Linked DNA regions of Ovis aries: region 2 is linked to region 1. A link is a contact called in public Hi-C data. All regions are on one chromosome and are shown on one strand. The core of a region is the stretch at or near the end of the contact, and the rest is flanking DNA. Distances in the headings are between cores, read along the strand shown.

Region 1 (5,351 bases), core at 267-2,766:
TGCCCGCGCGGCCGCCGCTCAGCGTGTGCGAGCGGCTCAGGGGCGCGCGCACCGGGCCCGGGCTCAGGGGGCTGCCCGCCGCCGCCCCGGCCCCCGCCGCCGCCCCCGCCGCGGCGCCGCCGTCGCCCTCGCTGGCTGTGCGCACCCGGCACGCGCTGCACTTGGCGGCGGGCGGGGTGGCGGCCAGGCTGTCGGTGCGCGAGCGGCGCACCAGCCCCGTCTGGCTCGGGGGCAGGTTGACCAAGTGGTGGTGGCGGCGCGCACCGGGCACGCTGATGGGGTGCGTGGCCGACGAGCCGGACGACTGGCTCTTGCTGCGCGGCCGGAACTCGAAGAGCTCCTTGAGCGCCTTCATGGCCTCCAGGATGGTCTCGTGGATGTTCTGCGCCACCACCGAGTCGTCCGCCTGCATCCACAGCTCGCCGGGGCCCGTCACGGCCGAGCGGCCCACCTCGATGAAGAAGAAGCTGTCCGAGTGGCCGCAGCGGCGGATGCTCATGAGCTGCAGCGTCACCGACGGCTGCTCGCAGTTCAGCTTCACGAAGCCGATGGTGCGCGCCGACAGGCACAGGCGGTACACGCCCGTCAGGTTCTTGCTCTGGCCCAGGCCCTTGGGCTTCAGGTTTACCTGCCACACCTCGCGGTAGGCGGCCGTGGCGGGCGCCACCAGCCCGTAGCTGTCATCGGCCGCGGCGGCGCCCGCCGAGCCGCCCAGGGCGCCGGGCAGGGAGGCGCTGCAGGACCCGGAGGTGGCGGCGGCGGCGGGGGGCGCGTCGCCGGCGCCCGCGCGGCCCTCGCTGACCAGGTCGGTGAGCGCGCGGTACCAGCCCTCCTGCTCCTGCTCGTTCTCGGCTGCCACGGCGAAGTACTCGTCCTTGGTGTAGAGGGCGATCAGGTACTTGTGCTTGGCGTCGGCGCGCTTGTTGATGTTCAGGCAGCAGTCGAGCGCGATGACCCGCTTCGGGGCGCCCGCCTTGCTCCGCCACTTCTTCTCGCTCTCGTAGTACTCGAGCCGCGGCGGCTGCGGCGCCGGGCCCCCGCCCGCCTCGTCGCCGCCCGCGCCGGGCCCGCGCAGCACGAAGAAGCGCTTGTGGCCGTGCTTCTGCTTGCGCAGGTAGCCGCACTTGCGCACGCTGTGGTTGTTGTTGTTGTTGTTGTTGTTGAGGTTGGGGCCGTCCCCGCCCGCCGGCCCGGGGGGCCCGTGCTCCGGCGGGCTCGCCATCGCGGGCGCTTCAGGCCGCGCGGCCCGGCCCGGCTTGGAGGGGCCGGGGGCGGGGCTGGGGGTCGGGGGGGGGGCGGAGTGCAGGGGGGCGCGGGCGGCTCCCCACCACCCCCTGCTCGCGCGCCGGAGCCCGCGTCCCTCGGGCCCAGGAGGTGGGGAAGGTTGGGCACGGGAGGCCCCGCGGGGGCAGGCACCCGTGCGGTGGCGCAGCGCCCTCCGCGATCCGGGGCCCCAGAAGGTGCCCGGCGCGGGCGGTGGCTGCCGCCCCCCCTCCTTCCCCGCGGCCCGGCTTGCCCGCGGCCGCTGCCTCCCGGGCTCTCGGGCGGCGCCTGGGGGACTCGCTGGCTGGGCCGAGAGTCGGGGTCCCCGAGCCGCGGGGCCGAGCCTACGGCGCGCGCGGCCGAATGGGTCCCGCCGCCGCGCTGCGCTCCGGGGTGCCGGGGTGTGCCCGGGGACTCGGGGTCCGCGCCGCCGCCGCCGGGGCTGCCGCTGCCGCTGCCGCCGCTGCTACTGCCGCTGCCAACGGCGACCCGGGCTCGTCGCGGTCCCCGCCGCACAGTGAGTAACACATCGCGCACCGAGTGACTGAACTAAGAAGAGCAAAACAACATGTGACTCGCCGTTACGCAGGCACACACGGCGCGGCCGCCCCGCCCCGCCGCCCGCATTGGCGCCGCGCCCCCCGACGGACGGCGCGCGCGGCCAATGGGCGCGGGCCGCGGGGAGGGCGGGCCGCGCGTCCCCACCCCGCCCCCCTTTCTCCCGGGGCCGCGTTTCCCGCCGTCCCCTCCCCCGCCCCCTCCCGCGGGGGGCCCGGGCCGGGGCGGGGCGGGGCGCGGCGGGGCGGGGGCGGCCGGGCCTCATTAATCAGAGGCTCGTTGCGGAGGCCCGCGGAGGAGATGCCACCCAGGGCGGGAAAAGGGGCGCGCGGGAGGGGCGGGCGCCGGCCGCCGCGCGCAGGGCCCGGCCCTCCCGCCTTTGACTCAATTAATTGGGCTCGGAGCTTCCGCCGGGGAGGGGGCGCTGCAGGGGGCGGGGGCCGACCGAGATCAAGGGGCAAGACCGCCAGCCCAGGCTCGGGGCTTGGGAGGGGGCGGTGGCACCCCCCCAACCCCCGGGCCCCGCACCGCCTCGCCGCCGCCGCACTGGCTGGGGCCTGGAGGAGGCAGTGAACTCGGCTGCCCCCCTCGAAATTCCCTCCGCCCGCAGCACACACTTCGGCGCGCGGATCCGGCGCCCGGGCTGGGGGTGGGCGCGCGTCCCCACCACCACCACCCCCGCCTCTGCGGGTTCGCGCCAGGGTGGTTCCCTTGGTGCCCGGCCCGCGGCTTGTTTACAAGCATCCCATTAGTCACCGGTGAGCTCAGGATCGATAGCAGCTTCTAGCCCCTTCCTGGAAGGGGAGCCGTGGTCGGCAAGGGGCGCGGATGGGGGCGCCCCCAGCCCCGGGCCGCGCGGGCCCCAGGCGCTCCCGGGGTCCCGCCGCTCAGGGCTGCCCTTCCCCCGCACCCGATCGTGGGCCCTTTCCGGGGCGTCATCAGCGCCATTCACTTGCATGTTCTCGGGAAGTTGAAATCGTCTGTTTAGATGTAACAGGAGAAAGGGGAGGGCGAGCAGGCGGAGAAGACTGCAGTATCCATCGTGCCGGGAAGAGGGCGGGCTCCGGCGAGCCGAGCCGGGTCCCCGCGGCCGGCCAGCACCCCGCCGACCCCCGGCCCCGCGCGCCGAGGCGCGGGAGTGGGCGTCTCCGGACCTACGCGCCCGCAGCGGGTGCTGCGTGAAAGATCCCCTTGGATGCTTCAGATATTTCCATCTACGTGGCGTCTGTGACTTTCAAAGTCGATTACAAATTAGGACCCACCATATAACGCGTCTCCTAAATGACTGTGAGGGCTGCTGTTGAGGGTGGGAGTGCCCGAGTTCAGATCCGAGCAGGCTACGAATCCTGCGGAAACGAAAAAGGCTATAGACACAAGCCTTGGTCGGGTTTTTTGGTTTGTTTTTAATTGCGTCTTCATGAAATGATTTGAAACAAAAAAATTTTTTTTAACTCCTGGAAGTTTGCCTTTGAATGCCATCTATACCTTACAAAAGTCTTCGTTTCCAATGTCATGGAAGTCTTACATTGAAGAAAAATAATTTAAGATTGTAATTTTTGAAAGACTGATAACTGTTTTAACATGTTTGTAAGAAAGTGACCTGAAAATTGTGCTAGTTAATATTAAGGGCCGAGAGATCCCTACTTACCGAAAGATCGTAGTAGTTTTGTTAGTTGCTATATAAATTATAAATTATATAAATTATGGTTACTGATGAATAACATAAACAGAAGACGGATCAATGACACAAAAATCATCAGAATTTGCCCCAAAGAGGTGTGTTCAAAGTCTATCCTTCATTTTAAACAAACCATGCCTTACAAAATAATACTTCTAGGAGTGGTGGAGTGTGTGTGTGTGTGTGTGTGTGTGTGTGTGTATGCCTGCGCGTTTCTGTGTGGGCATGGGTGTGTATGGACATATTTGTGTGTGTGTATGATTGTGTGTGTTCTATTACTTTTAGATCTTGCTGTTCTTTTTATGGTAACCGATGTTGCCTAGCAAGTTGTCCACCCAGCAAGGACAGTTGATGGGGCTTCTCATCTGGGAGCTTCAAGACCGTGTGGCCCAATTTCGTTGTCTGTGTGATCATTTCCAGTAAACCGACCTGCCTAAATGTTCAGTAACCCTAGCAAGCAGAGGGTGATTGTGGGGTAACCTCTTTCTAGCATCATGCCATAATAATTTATTCAAAGAAAGGATTTTTCCGCTTGATTTTGGCTTTTCAAACAAAATAAGTTTTCAAATACTCATTGAATATTTAGTTGCTGTGCCCTTTGGATGTCAACAAGACCATCTTGGGTTTTGTTTTTTTCCCCCCTCCTTAAAGCTGTTCCAGTGGGTGTTCAATACCAGCGTTCCACTAATGGTGTCAGAAGTTCTGTGCTGGCAGCTGACACCCCCCGTGTACTAGTCAGTCGGTCCCTGGTTAGGTACAGACAAGCCAGGGTGAAGAATTTATCTTCTCTATCAGTGGTGTTCTCATACTCTAGGATCACAGAGCTGCAGCAAAACTGCAAACTGATTGTCATTCTGAAGCCCTAGAACCTCTAGCTGCAAGTGTGGGAGTACAATTTCCCTTCTCATTAAGAAGTCAGCCCGTGAAACCAGCAGAAAGGAACTCTGTAATTAGAAACAGCCCAGTCTTCCTCAAGGAAGGAACTGGTTGTCTTTCTCCCTTTCCATTGCCAAATAAGCTATTTATTTATTTAAAGCTTGTTTGACACCTTGTGATTTTTCCAACTGTTCTCCAGCAAGAGTCAGCTACTAACATCTGCCAACCTGTCCCCTGTGCAGGGCTGGGTGCTGCTTGCGTGGCCTGTCGCCAGCTAGAGCCTGGATGAAATGCTTTCCCATGGCCCGGAATGGATGACAGAATGGCCATGTCTTCCAACGAATATTGTTTTCTGTTTGGTTGGTTTTGTTGTTGTTTTAATATAAAATCTTACACAGTGATTTTTTTTTTTTTTTTACCAAACCAAAAAGTCCTTTCTGGAATAATTTAATTATCTTTCATAGAGTAGTCAATAAAGTGTGATATTAAAAATATACAATAATTCATAATACAAATAACAGTAATAATAATGTCTGTCAGTCGCTCAGTTGTGTCCCACTGTTTGTGACCCCATGGACTGTAGCCCACCAGGCTCCTCTGTTCACAGAATTCTCCAGGCAGGAATACTGGAGTGGGTTGCCATTCCCTTCTCCAGGGAGTAATAATAATAATGACCATTAATTCGCTTCTCTTTCACATAAGGAAGCATGTATATCAGGAGAACAGTTAACATGAGAGTTTTTTGGTTTTGTTTTTAATTCTTAACCCTGTAGCTGTTTCACAGCACTTTTGTCTTGATGGACTCTTTATTTATGAACTGACTAAGCTGATCAGCCCATCCTAACGGAGATCAGCCCTGGGTGTTCATTGGAAGGACTGATGCTGAAGCTGAAACTCCAGTACTCTGGCCACCTCACGCGAAGAGTTGACTCATTGGAAAAGACCCTGATGCTGGGAGGGATTGGGGGCAGGAGGA
Region 2 (5,300 bases), core at 2,726-5,225, 200 kb after region 1:
GTAAGGAGACTGGGGCGCCCCCCTGAACAGCTCCTTTGTGTCAAGAGGAGCTGAGCGTGTTTCGTGGTCGAGGTTTGATCACTGAAGATCATATCTCTGCCATCTGTCTATCATCTATCTATAAATACCTATCTGTCCTTCCATCCCTCTTTTCCATCATCCTCCTGTTTATCTATGTCTATCCTCTGTCTACCTATCTATCCCATCTGTCTATCCATCTGTGTTGTTGTTTTTCAGCCACTAAGTCATGTTTGACACTTTGCGACCCCATGGACTACAGCACGCCAGGCCTCCCTGTCCTTCACCAACTCCGGGGCTTATTTAAACTCACATCCGTTGAGTTGGTGATGCCATCCAACCATCTCAACCTCTATCATCCCCTTCTCCTCCTGCCTTCAATCTTTCCCAGCATCAGGGTCTTTTCCAAGAAGTCAGTTCTTCCCATCAGGTGGCCAAAGTATTGGAATTTCAGTTTCAACATCAATCCTTCCAAGGAATTCAGTTCAGTGCAGTCGCTCAGTCATGTCCTACTCTTTGCACGCCAGGCCTCCCTGTCCATCACCATCTCCCAGAGATCACCCAGACCCACGTCCATTGAGTCCGTGATGCCATCCAGCCATCTCATCCTGGGTCAACCCCTTCTACTCCTGCCCCCAATCAGAGTTCTTTCCCAATGAGTCGACTCTTCTCATGAGGTGGCTAAAGTACTGGAGCTTCAGCTTTAGCATCATTCCTTCCAAAGAAATCCCAGGGTTGATCTCCTTCAGAATGGACTGGTTGGACTTCCTTGCAGCCCAAGGGACTCTCAAGAGTCTTCTCCAACACCACAGTTCAAAAGTATCAATTGTTCGGCACTCAGCCTTCTTCACAGTCCAACTCTCACATCCATACATGACCACAGGAAAAACCATAGCCTTGACTAGATGGACCTTAGTCGGCAAACTAATGTCTCTGCTTTTGAATATGCTATCTAGGTTGGTCATAACTTTTCTTCCAAGGAGTAACCGTCTTTTAATTTCATGGCTGCAGTCACCATCTGTAGTGATTTTGGAGCCCAGAAAAATAAAGTCTGACACTGTTTCCACTGTTTCCCCATCTATTTGCCATGAAGTGATGGGACCAGATGCCATGATCTTCGTTTTCTGAATGTTGAGTTTTAAGCCAACTTTTTCACTCTCCACTTTCACTTTCATCAAGAGGGTTTTTAGCTCCTCTTCACTTTCTGCCATAAGGTATCATCTGCGTATCTGAGGTTATTGATATTTCTCCTGGCAATCTTGATTCCAGCTTGTGTTTCTTCCAGTCCAGCATTTCTCACGATCTACTCTGCATAGAAGTTAAATAAGCAGGGTGACAACATACAGCCTTGACGTACTCCTTTTCCTATTTGGAACCAGTCTGTTGTTCCATGTCCAGTTCTAACTGTTGCTTCCCGACCTGCCTACAGATTTCTTTCAAGGTTAATTCCCTTTAGGATTGACTGGTTTGATCTCCTTACAGTCCGAGGGACTCTCAAGAGTCTTCAGCATGACAATTCAAAAGCATCAATTCTATTCGTCTACTTAATTTTTCACATCCCTTCATTCATGCCACGTTTTAAAATCTACTTCTCTAGTATCTATCAGCCGAATATCACTCTCAGCCAGTGAGGACCCCCGGTGTTGCAATCATGATTAGCCACAGACTCATAACAACCCTAGCAAAATTCTCTTATCTGGTGAAATTGATTTTGCCTTATCCTGGCATCTCCAGATCAGCCCAGCTCTAGGCAGTTTCACAGAAGAACCCCGAAGATGACTAAGGGTTTCTGAGGAGAAATTAGGCAATGAGATTAGACTATTTAGTCTGGAAATAAAGGTTATGAGGCTGCTGTGTATCTTCACGCATGATGCAACCTCATATCTCGGTATCCGTGGAAGACAGACAGACAGAGGAAATGAGCTCTGCACCGGTCTGCTGAGGAGCAGGGTAGTAACCGTCCAGCATGTGGGTCAGGGAGAAACAGCAGAGCCCAGAGAAACTCCTGGGCTCCCCCTGCCTCATTTTTTGGTTTTTATTTCTTGCCACTGGCTAGTTCTAAGATTATTAAATGTGTACATGCTCATGCTGTGCACTTTCCAAGCACAGATTATCTAACGTGTTTGTGTGTGCATGTCACTGCCAACAGCACGCACGGCAGGGCTGTGGCCTGAGGACGGATGGGCAGGAGGCTCTCCCTTTACCACTGGGACTCAGGCACCTTCGTGGACCGGCGTCTGCACAGCCATCGCCTCACGAGAAGTCTTAGGTGTTCACCGCGTGTGCGTGCTCCCTGAGCTCACCAGACCACCCTCCAGTGTCTCCATCTTGTCCAGAACTTGTGTCTGCCTCACCACACACTTGCAGGAGTGTGTCCACACTCTGAGACAAGCTAGAGGGATGGGATAGGGAAGGGAGGCGGGATGGAGGTTCAGGAGGAAGGGGACATGTGTATTCCGACAGGCAACTCATGTTGATGTGTGGCAAAAGCCATCACAATATGGTAAAGTAATTACACCCTAATTAAAAATAAAAATAAATGCATAAAAGAAAGTCCATTCCTAGGAAGGGAGTCACTGGATAAAAGACAACTTTATCTTTAACCCCTTTAGTATGAACACACAGTCACACCTCCAGGTTGCTATTAAAGTAAACCCAGGGTGCTCACACTTGACTGTGCGTCTTCCCCACGTGAAAGGCCCGTCACACATGGATATCCGCTCTCAGCTCTTCAGGGTTGCTGGGCTGGAAGGTCTGGGCTAGGGCCCTATGGTCTGTGTCTGTAACAAGGTCCCCAGGGCTGCTCTTGCTGCTGGTCTGGGGCCTGAACTCTGCGAACCACTGAATTAAGCCATCGATTTGCTTCCGAGAGAGTTGGTGTCCTCTCTTTTCTGAATGTGCCGGGACCATGACTTGCATCTCAGACTTCCCTACCCTGTCCCTGCCAAGGTGAGCGGGCAGACAGGCCCCTGGGGAAGAGCGGGCCAGCCCACCGCCCACTGCAGCCCACTGGGAGCTCTCGCATCTCAAGGCGCCCTGCCGCACCTGTCCCTGCTCAGAGGGTGCCCCCAGTGCCACACGGCTTCCCAGGCACGTGGCACACCTTCTGGGCATGTTCCCTCCCATCTTTTTCATGATGTCCAAGGTGGAAAACACCAACCACTGTCAGCAGCAGTCTTGACACTCAGTTTCTTTTAGGACAATCTCGCCCCACAATATGGCTGGGAAACCTCAGACGGTGCCCTCTCCCAGGGCTGGCCGAGCTTGCGGTCACGATGAGATTAGACTCCACAGCGTGCAGCTTGTCTGCACCTCTTAGATGCCACATGTTTAACTCCAGGACAGGGGCCGAGGTGCAGAGGGTGGATGCGAGTCCTGCGTGTGAGTCCTGGGGTCACACAGGGCCCACTTTACCCGGTGATGAGGCTCCATCCTCGGGACCGCAGGACGTCTCCAAGAGGCCGCCCTGACTCAGGACCGTCTCTATATCACAGGGCTCAGAGAGGCTGGGCTGGATTGCTGACCACACTTTGGGAGGATAAAACGCTGGGTGCCCTGAGGTAAGGGTCTGCCGTGGCACCTGGGTCTTGGGTCAGCCTCTGGAGACTGGCAGCTGGCCCCTGAGGAAGCCTGGCGGCCGCCCCCCACCACCCTCAGGGTCCTTCACCCCTCCTGGAGCAATGCCAGGCCTCCGAGGGTCTCTGAGAGATTGTAGCTGAGCTGGAACCCCCTCCAGACACCGGCATGTGTGGGGGAGGAGTTCCACATAGGAAAGTGTGGAGGTTGCAAGCACGTGGACCCCAGCAGCCAGTGTATTTACATGTGTGTGCGTGCACGGTGTGTGCGTGTGTGAGGGTGTGTGTGTGTGCGCGCGCGCGCGTGCATGTGTGAGCATGCGCTGGAAGGCAGGGGGCAGGGCAGGAGGCCTGAGCGTCCGGGCAGGCAGGGCCTGGCCGGGCCTCTGCAGAGCCGCCCTCCTGGGACAGGGCGTGTTTGCGAGGAGTGGGGGCTGCTTGACGCGGGCTGTGCTGCCCCCTCGTGCCCGTCTCGGAGAATAACGGCCTCCTGGGAGCATCTCGGTCGGACCCGGCGGATGGTCGGCTGGCTCCGGTCCTGGGTGTTCAGCCTCTGGACTTAGACAAGGAAGAACACATGGGGTAGGCAGGGGTCAGTGGCAGCCGAGAGCGCCCACCCTCTGAAGCCCCTCTGTAAGCGGGCCCCTGCTGGATCTGAGGGGCCAGGAGGGCCCTGTTGGGTCCAGCATCAGACGGCAAGGCCCACGTTCCAGGCTCCTTCCCCGTGGGCATCCCCGCTGACCTCCCTGGAGATCAGGCCCTTGCAGAGACAGCCCTTGTCATCAAGAATCGAGCAGCTCCCCTGAATGTCTGACACTTTCTTGTGTTGTTTGGTCTGAAGCTGCCATGTGACTTCCTCACGCCCCACAGATACACATGGAAACTACTGGAGCCTTTTATGGGAATAAGGAGACACACCAAGTGCCTTCCCCCAGGTCTGGGTGCCCTCGGGTCCCGGGCTCGGCCTGCCTGGGAGACAAGTTCCCCACCTCCGGAGTTACTAGTCCACTTTCTACTTTTCTTCAATTCCAAGAAGACTGCACTGCATCATCTTTAAATATAATGGATTCTGAAAGCATACTTTTCCCCACATCCTCAGAGCGTGCTTACGACGTCATTTAACGGCTCATTACTATTCTTCTCTGTTTAAAACAGTTTGTTCAGGTTGTTCTGTTTTTTTTTCCTTGTCTGCTATAGGACAGGTTTTAGGACGTCATTAATGGTTTTCAGGGTTATACCTCCAGATGCCGTGACCTGAACGCGTAGCAAGACTCGGTACTTTCCTGTCGGTCCAGGGGTTAAGACTCTGCGTGCTTCCAACACAGGGGCATGGGTTTGATCTCTGGTCAGGGAAGTCAGATTCCATATTTCTCAGGGCAGAAATAAATAAAGGAAAGATCATCATAGATCACTTTAATATATATGTCCTCACGCTCCATGGATATATATATATATATATATTTAGCTGTGCTATGCACATTTATGGGCTTCGCAGGTGGCTCAGTGCTAAAGAATCTGCCTCCCAATGCAGGGGACATAGGTTCAATCCCTGGGTCGGGAAGATCCCCTGGAGAAGGGAATGGCAACCCACTCCACTCACTATTCTTGCCTGGAGGATCCCACGGACAGAGAAGCCCGGCGGGCTGCAGCCCATGGGGTCACACATGCAATGAAGACCCCGCCTGCCACAGCTAAGGCCTGATGCAG

Evidence for each region. Hi-C and Micro-C count contacts between places; a contact is called where the count stands out from the background.
Region 2: a contact with region 1 is called in a Hi-C map of skin fibroblasts, with 2.7 times the contacts expected there. The contact joins the enhancer-like site here to the promoter of IRS2 in region 1. A contact is called at or near these places in 3 of 16 Hi-C or Micro-C datasets (hypothalamus, skin fibroblasts and tail adipose tissue).

The regions. Positions count from the first base shown.
Region 1 is chr10:84,032,706-84,038,056 of ARS-UI_Ramb_v3.0, forward strand. IRS2 (insulin receptor substrate 2) reads right to left here and starts at 1,517. Exons shown (of 2, transcript XM_027973785.3): 1 at 1-1,517. The coding sequence starts at 1,222.
Region 2 is chr10:84,226,171-84,231,470 of ARS-UI_Ramb_v3.0, forward strand. No RefSeq gene overlaps it. Among named protein-coding and RNA genes, the nearest start is that of COL4A1, 140 kb to the right of the region's middle. Within about 2 kb of position 3,976, at least 16 of the 54 cell types and tissues checked have an H3K27ac peak or open chromatin away from gene starts, as enhancers often do. A contact at or near this core is called in hypothalamus, where this site is marked.